2 separate regions of the Capsicum annuum genome follow, and region 2 is linked to region 1. Evidence: chromatin contacts called from public Hi-C data. All regions are on one chromosome and are shown on one strand. Each heading gives the region's core, a stretch centred on a gene start, on an enhancer-like site or on the middle of the called end of the contact. The rest is flanking DNA. Distances are from core to core; before and after follow the strand shown. Region 1 holds the start of LOC107870816 (actin-related protein 3). Region 2 holds the start of LOC107870864 (probable arabinosyltransferase ARAD1).

Region 1 (4,229 bases), core at 269-2,768:
TTACCTACTGAAGGGATTATAGTAGGTGCCATCATGGCCCGCTTTTAGGTTATGACACATACATACTTCAGACATCACACACACACCACGACATGGCAACACTAACATCAAAACATCATTATTCGGATAATGTTCCAAAAAGAAGTCATGGCATCACACTGCCAATGTTTGCTCTAATTTTATACCGCTAACCTAAAACTGCAACTGTACACGAGTCAGGCACCCTTTTTTCCTGCTCTGCAGTCTACACCTGAATTTCAGAAACATAACAAGCTTTCCACTAAGTACGTCAGTTTGTTCACACTGAAATCATTTTATGAATGCAAGTAGCATCATCGAAGTTAGTCCTAATATTGCGAGAAACTAGAGCAATAATGGACTACTGAGAAGTCCAAGCTATCACCTATTAAACAATTAGCTTTCCATTAATACTCTAGTCGACACAAAGCTACTTGTGAAGCAAAAAGTTTGTTGAACAAGTTTAACAAAATTATTCAGACCATTAGATCATAAGAATATCAATACCAGAAAATATTCAATCCCAGATAGCATCAAATTCTCAAAACTACACACAACAAGTTGTTAAAGATAAGAGTACCAACCTTAGATGCTGTGTACCCAGCTGCCAAAGCAAGAACCGGCTGCACAGCTATATAAAGTCCCGGAACATTGAAAGTCTCAAACATAATTTCACCAGTATATTCTCGGTTTTCTGGTGCAGTCATAGGGCTTTCAGTCAAGAGAAAATAGTGATCCTCAGGGTCACAACGCAGGTAATTGAATATACACTGCTGCCAGAACCGCTCCATTGAATCCCAGTTATCAACTTGCCCATGTTTAATAGGATTGCTAAGATTGTAATTGCTACTAGATTTAGATCTACTCAAAGCCTCTTCCCCAATAAAGAAATCAAGATCCGCCATAACCCCTGCACTGTGCTGGGCTAACCAATTGCTGCCCTTAGTCAACGCTCGAGGCTGATTGACGAATGATTCGTTAGCAGCAACAACTGTAGGCAGTATGAAACATGGCTCCACATTTCCAGCAAAACCCATTTTTGTATACCTGAAAATAAAAGAGAAGAAAAAATAAATGAATTGTCGTTTATCAAGGAGGTTGAGCGTAATGTAGAATATACCCGGTTCCATTGTCAATGACTACAGCTGGGCGAGATGTAGAAGGGTCCATAAGGGTTGAAGAAGAAAGAGAAAAGGTCGAATAGGTTGTGATGGATCTGCGATTGAGATCCAAAGAGGGGTTTAGAGGGGATAATCATGGTCGTCGTAGGAGGAAGAAAGGGGATAAGAACGACGGCGTATAGTGTAGGATAAAGATGATGATGACGTTGGTTGAAGGTTTCGATTCATCCATTTCATTGACTAAGGCGAAAAAAGAGTTTGAAATTCATGAAACTGAGATTCTGCTCTTATTCAATTTTGTCCTTTTCAGATTGAATTTCGATTCCTTTCTTAGTAACCAAACAAGATGTTTTTGTCAGTGTTTCTCGGTTGTTGCTTGGCTTTACGTTGTCTAGAGGCATGTAGGGCCCCACATTATATTATTTATTTATACTTATTACTGTTAGACTCGTTTGGTAGAATATATAAGATCAATGCAAAACATAGTGTATTAGTAATGTTTGCATTAATAATACTTGTATTACTAATGCTTATATTAGTTATGCATGTATTATTTCTTATATATTATTTGGTTTGATGTATAAGAAATAATACATCTTATATAATTTCTATAAAAGAAATGTTTATTTACAAAAATATCCTTCTTTGATTTTGTATAATTTTTTGCAAGAAAATTTTTTTACCATCTCAAATATAATTAGTATTATTGAATTATTAGTATATAGAGGTTTCGGATTAATTGCAAGACCTTCGTCTTTGCGCATGAAATATTATGTCAACGGATTAACATAGTCGAAACAAAAATAAAATATAAGACGTAAAATTAAGAAATAGTCTCAATTTTTAAAAAAAATTTAAAGACCTTCGAAGCAAAGGAAAAATATGTTACAATTATTTAAATCAATTATTCATTGTTGTAGATTAAAATGGTGGGAAAAAAATTGTGAAATGTTTTGAAAAGATTCAATATTGCAAATTAAAATGGCGGGAAAAGGAATGGTGAAATATTTAAAGAGGAAAATTGAGGGGTATTAAGGTCATTTAATAAATTAATGCATTTATTAAAGACTTTGCATTACTAATACATAGAAAATAGTTAGTATTAGTAATACACATCTTAATACACAATAGAGTGTATAACTAATGCTTTCATTAGTTATATATTGACTAAAAATTGTATCAAACAAGGTATTCATAATACACATTAATTAATACATGCATTATTTTTTCCAATACACTCTACCAAACGACCCCTAAGGTTACGGATGTTTCAATATAATTTTATTATACCATTCCTAATTAATTAGTATAAGTCATTTAATTATTAAAAAATTAATCATATTAAGACACGTTTTCGATATGTCTGCTTGTGCTACTTGTTTTAGCTGCTTCATTTATATTTTTACTATATCATTTCTAATTAATTAGTATAAGTCATTTAAGTATTAAAAATTAAATATATTTAACTAAAAAAATAAAATATAAATAAAATAATAAATTAACTCTTGATGTTTTAAATTAACTTGATGTCTTATATGAGACCCATTTAAAAAAAATTCACAAGTAATTTTTATAGTAATTTTGTTATATCACTTCTAATTAATTGTTATAAGTCATTTAAGGTATGTCTGCTTCGTTTTTTCAATCGTGATTTTTTATATCACTCCTAATTAATATTTATAATCATCTAAGCATTAAAAAATAAATAATATTTCATAAAAAGGGATGAAATACACACAAAATGATGTGTCAACATAAAACATTTGGTTGAATATCAAAATTATATTAGTACCATAGAAATTACGATAGGACGGAAGAAGACATGAAATAACATATATTATTTAAAAATGAGAAGACACGTAAACTGCGACGAAGAAAGTATTAATAGCTTATTGAAAAATTATGCTAAAAGCATTATAAATCACATAATTAACAACTTAACATATATAAAAGATATAAAATAGTTGATTGACTCTTGAAATTATATCAGTGTCATTTAAATTGGAATAGAAAAAAAAGTATTATAAATCATAATAATTAAAAATTTAAATTATTTTAATAATTGATTATCTAAATTATATTTGTGTCACATAAATTGAGAAAAAATAATATAGATTTGGCACATGCTAGCACGGGCCTTCAGTATCTAGTATATATACTATACGAGAATAAGATAAGATTAATATTTAAAAAAAAATTATGCAATAGAATTGCTTTGTATCTATTACTTTTATTTTTAAAAAATTATGCAATAGAATTGCTTTGTATCTATTACTTTTTCATACATATTAGTATTACTAATGAATAGATACAGGACATTTAGCTAACAGTGACAAAAGAGTTTGAAAATAAGGTGTAGGCGACTTAAGTCTTAATAATTGAGTGGAGGTGATAATTACTTTATTATGTATTAAGAAAGTTGGGAAAGTTTGAAAATAACCCACAAGTTTTTAAATTTACACTTTGATTCAAATGTTAGTTAATATAACAGGAAACGCAGGGAAAAGACGTGTTTCTCTCTCTTCTCATTCATTGTTGTTTTCTTTCTCTTCCCGATTTTTGTTGTTCATTGTTGTTGTTGCTTTATTCATCATCTTATGCTTCATTATCATCATCTTCAACTTCATTATCATCATCTTCAACTTCATAATCATCATCTTTTATTTCACTATCCACTTCATCTTCTTCTTGCCGATCATTGTTGTTGTTTTTACCTCTACTGTTGCTACTTGAATAATTTTTTAAGTCAAATTTTGTTTCGTACATCACTTTGACATTACTTCATAGGTGACTTTGATAATTAAAATTATGATTTTTAGTTGAATTTATCATATGGGTACACTGCTACTGCTGTTTTTTAACAATGGATAAAACCCATATATGAATCCAACATAAGAGTCATCTGTTTAAATAGATCACTCATCCGTTGCAATAGATGAGTAATCTGTTACATCGGAAGACTCATGTTGGATTCATGAACGGGTTCTATATAGTGCCCGCAATATGAATCGAACAGATGGGTCATCTGTTGCAACAAACAAGTTATATGTTGCAACAAACTAGTTATCTGTTGCATCAAGCGAGTTTTCT
Region 2 (4,075 bases), core at 765-3,264, 990 kb after region 1:
GTATAAGAATATGATCCTCTACAAAAGATAATCTCCCATACATATTGAAACCTCATGGGGTACATAAAAAGAAATGGGAACAAAATGCTATTCCTCAACAAGATTTCTTGTTGAGAGCTATGATATCTTTTTCTCATCATATACTTGTGAGGAACTGTCTTGTTGCCAATAAAATGTCTGGTAAAACAGAAACGATACTTACAAAGATCTTCTTTCTTTTCAATTAACAGGACATATTTACAGTTGAAATATCTTGGCCCTAGAGTTTGACTCTAACTAATAAGTCTCATAAAGAGAAGGAAGTGTGGTAATGTAACTAACAGAAAGCCGTACAGAGGAAAAAAAGCTCTTACATAAGCTTCATTGGAAAATCAAATCTGACAAAAGCAACTAATCGTTTTGCATTCCTTATCAATACTCCCTCCCTCTCAAAATCCTTGTCATAGTAAAAATATCTATCCCAAAAATATTTTTAAGTTTAGAAGTTCAAGACAAAATTAATTATTTTTTCCATTTTACCCTTAGTAATTGTAGCTGAAAGACTACAAATACCTCAATTATGGAAAATACATAAGTAAACATTCAATGAAGAGGGATTTTATTTAAGATAGAAATAAGGGTAAAATAGTCAAACACACCTCTTCTATTACGGGGGCGTGTAAATGAAGAACACAAAAGTTTTTTGAGACAGATAATATACTAGAAACAAATCATCACTCAGCTACACCTCAACCCAAACTATTTGGGTCGGAGATATAAATCCTCTGTGTATTAGGTAACAGAAAGAGAGGTTCTAGTGCACAATTATGCTTAATTATCAAGGAAAACAAATGAAAAAGAAAAAATTGCACTTGTCTCAGATGGAACTAATGTTAAGTGTAAGGACAAGAACAAAGCATTCAAGAGAATTACGACAATAAAATCATTCTAATACGAGAATCATTAGAGATAAATTTGAAGATGCAAATCAGACAGAAGATATCATGTGAATAAGCAAGCTCAAAAGAAATAAGTCCTTAAGGAAAAACATAAATAGTAGGTAAGAGATCACCTGCAATTGATCATCAAATTTGACCTCTGAATCATTCCCATGTCTATAGTAAGTATTATAACTCAAGGAAGAGAAAAAAGGCACAAAAAATACATCAGCTGATTCTGGATCCAAAACCCTAACAGCCTCTCGGGTTTCATCATTACTTGCATACAACAATGAGGCCAACATCCAATACTCCACACTATGTTGTTTCCTCAAACCCGTATATTTTGGCCACTCTGGCAAAGTCTCAATAGTCACAGGAGCAGCATTATAATGTGAGCCTTTCAACAAACCAACGTTGTATTTCATCTCTAGATCGTACATGTAAACCTTCAGAGGTTCCGATTCAGTGAAGCAGGGCGTAGCTTTACTCAGCGGGGAATCGAATAGCGAAAAACTTGATCTGTAATCTATTCTTCCCGTGTACAACAATGAACCAAACAGAAACAAAATGAACACTGCTAAACACACTAAACTCTTACTCATTGTATCTTTCACTTTCATTTTTTTCTCTCTAATCTCAACTTCACATTCAATACTTGTTCATGGAAAAGGTGCATAACAGAAAGATTAGATCCTAAGGAATCAAATTTGGGCCAACTCCCACTATCTCTCTATCCCCAATAATTAGGTTAAAGAATGGTAAACGTTCCTATTTTCAAATTGATCCCCTTTCATTTATTTTTTCCAAGGATCAAGAAGATCAAAATTATAATAAGTTCTAATTAACTTAAGCTGGATCCCAAACTCCATTGGAAGGAATCTTTAATTTCTGATTGGTGTTATATTATTTTGTTGTGAGCTGTCGTTCACGATGGGGAGGGAGAGGAGTTGCAGGAGCAAAATGAATTTGAAAATTTTTGGGTTGAAAATTGAAATGACGAAAACCTCCCTATTTTAATGAGCTATCAACAAAAATATTTAAGGAGATTAAAGAGTGGGAAGAATGTTGCTGCATCCCGTTATACCTTTATCCCATACTAAAATAGTTACTTCAATGAGCAGAATTTTATTTATTTTTTTTTTATTTTTTATCTTTATTATTAAATAATAATATAAAGTAAAAATAATTAATCTAGAGTTTTAAAGAGTCATTAATAAAGTTAATTTAATAAGAATATATTCTTAATTAAAAAAATTACTGGTAAAGTTGTTGTAACTGGTAAAGTTGTTGTCATGTGACCAGGAGGTCACGGGTTCAAGATTTGGAAACAGCCTCTGGCAGAAATGCAAGGTAAGGTTGCGTACAATACACCCTTGTGGTGGGGCCTTCCCCGACCACCGTGCATAGCGGTAGCTTTAGTACACCGGACTGTTCTTTTTAAAAAAAAAAACGTGTGTCAAGTCAACAAGACAAATAAAATAAAATGAAAGGAGTAATATATATTAGCTTCATGTACTTCTTTTATTTCAAAATAATTGACCCTTTTTCTAAACATTTGTTACAATTTAGTTTTTCCTTTTATGAAATCAAGAAAATATTATTGTGTTATTTCAATGCTATCTTATTAATAAATAACTAAATAAATTGTATACATTCAAATTTAAATTTTCAAAGCATAATTAATAAGGTTAATTTAATAAAATAAATTTTTAATAACTTTTTTTAAAAAAAATATATCCAATTAATAAGGGTCTAACTATTTTGAAAGTGAAGAAAAAGTATGTTATCAAGACCCACCGTAAATATTGTATGTTGCTTCTCTGTATGGATCTACTAGTTTCTACTTTATATAAGTGAAGTTTTGGGTGACTATCAAGGGTACACTAGTAAATTCACATTTCTTATGCCACCTATTTACTTTGTTCTTTTCACTTCACGTGTCCATTTTGCCCTTTTCATCTGCTCCAATAAGGAAAAAATTCCATGGTTTGTCTAGTTAAACTGTATGCAAAATCTTACACCCCTTTTCCTTTTCAATTTTGATGCTTTTTCTTTTTGAACTGTATGCAAAATCTTACACCCTTTTCCTTTTCAATTTTAATGCTCTCTCTTTTCATGGGCTAAGATCTTATGTATGTATATATAGGTTCTTCGAAAAAAACTCAGTTACCTAAGAGGGTTAGCAATTGTGTTGAAGAATAGAAACTTTGTCCAAAGTACCGTACCATTTCTTGTGAACTAAGGACTTCGGTAAAAATGGTGTAGAACAAATTTGGTAATGAGGATGTAAAAATCTCATTATCATTCTTTGCATTGATAAAGTGTTGCATGAATGTAGGATTTTGAGATTTTTACCTTGAAATTGGGGTTTGAGAATCTCGGAGGTGAAGACAATCGAACATTTTGGAGCTCAGTGATGAATATTGACACAGAGAAAAGGTATTGTTTTTTATGGTGCCTACTAATGTCTTATTTTCTAAAGCTACACTGTATGAGTATAAGATTCTTGGATAGGCTAGATATGATTCGATAATTATTTCATATTAATTCTGTCGATATTTTATTCATTTTTGAAATTGGAGTTTGAAAATTTTTCATTCGGGGATTGACCAAAGAATTGAGATGTTTGAAACTCACAGATGAATAGTGATGATTGAATTAGAAACCTCTTCGCTTAGAGGATAGATTTAGTCTCTAACACTATTTTTGTAAGTTCTCCATTGTTGTTACTTTTAATTGACGTCCAGTCTAGTCGAGTTAAATTTTGTTTCATCCTCAGTTTGATTTTTTCACCTATTTTTCGGGTAATGTTAATTTGCTGGGTTGCACCCAACTTTTTGGAATGAAGTTTTGCTCAGATAGGTCTCTTCTTCACTACTTTTTTCCGGCTTCAAAGTGGTATCCTCTTTTTGGTGAGTTTTTCCAACTTTCGTCAATACTTTTATTACTTCTTCTGTCTTTCAGTAACGGAGTCCAAATTTATTTATGAAGATGAATTTTTGAGTTTGATAGCTTATTTTGAATGATGGTTTGCCTTCTGTCATTTTTTTTTTAGTTTTTAGCTAGTAACTCTAGAAAATTAATTTCTTTTCCTCTGTTTTTTATATTTTCCATCTCACGAGTAAAAAGGATAACCTGGTTCTTAAAGCTCCCGC

The links. A called contact is a pair of places that touch in the nucleus more often than the background predicts.
Region 2: a contact with region 1 is called in a Hi-C map of placenta, with 4 times the contacts expected there. The contact joins the promoter of LOC107870864 here to the promoter of LOC107870816 in region 1. A contact is called at or near these places in 2 of 5 Hi-C or Micro-C datasets (leaf and placenta).

Annotation. Positions count from the first base shown.
Region 1 is chr5:89,446,482-89,450,710 of UCD10Xv1.1, forward strand. LOC107870816 (actin-related protein 3) reads right to left here and starts at 1,519. Exons shown (of 9, transcript XM_016717469.2): 1 at 1,139-1,519; 2 at 603-1,065. The coding sequence starts at 1,188.
Region 2 is chr5:90,434,510-90,438,584 of UCD10Xv1.1, forward strand. LOC107870864 (probable arabinosyltransferase ARAD1) reads right to left here and starts at 2,015. Exons shown (of 4, transcript XM_016717543.2): 1 at 1,052-2,015. The coding sequence starts at 1,540.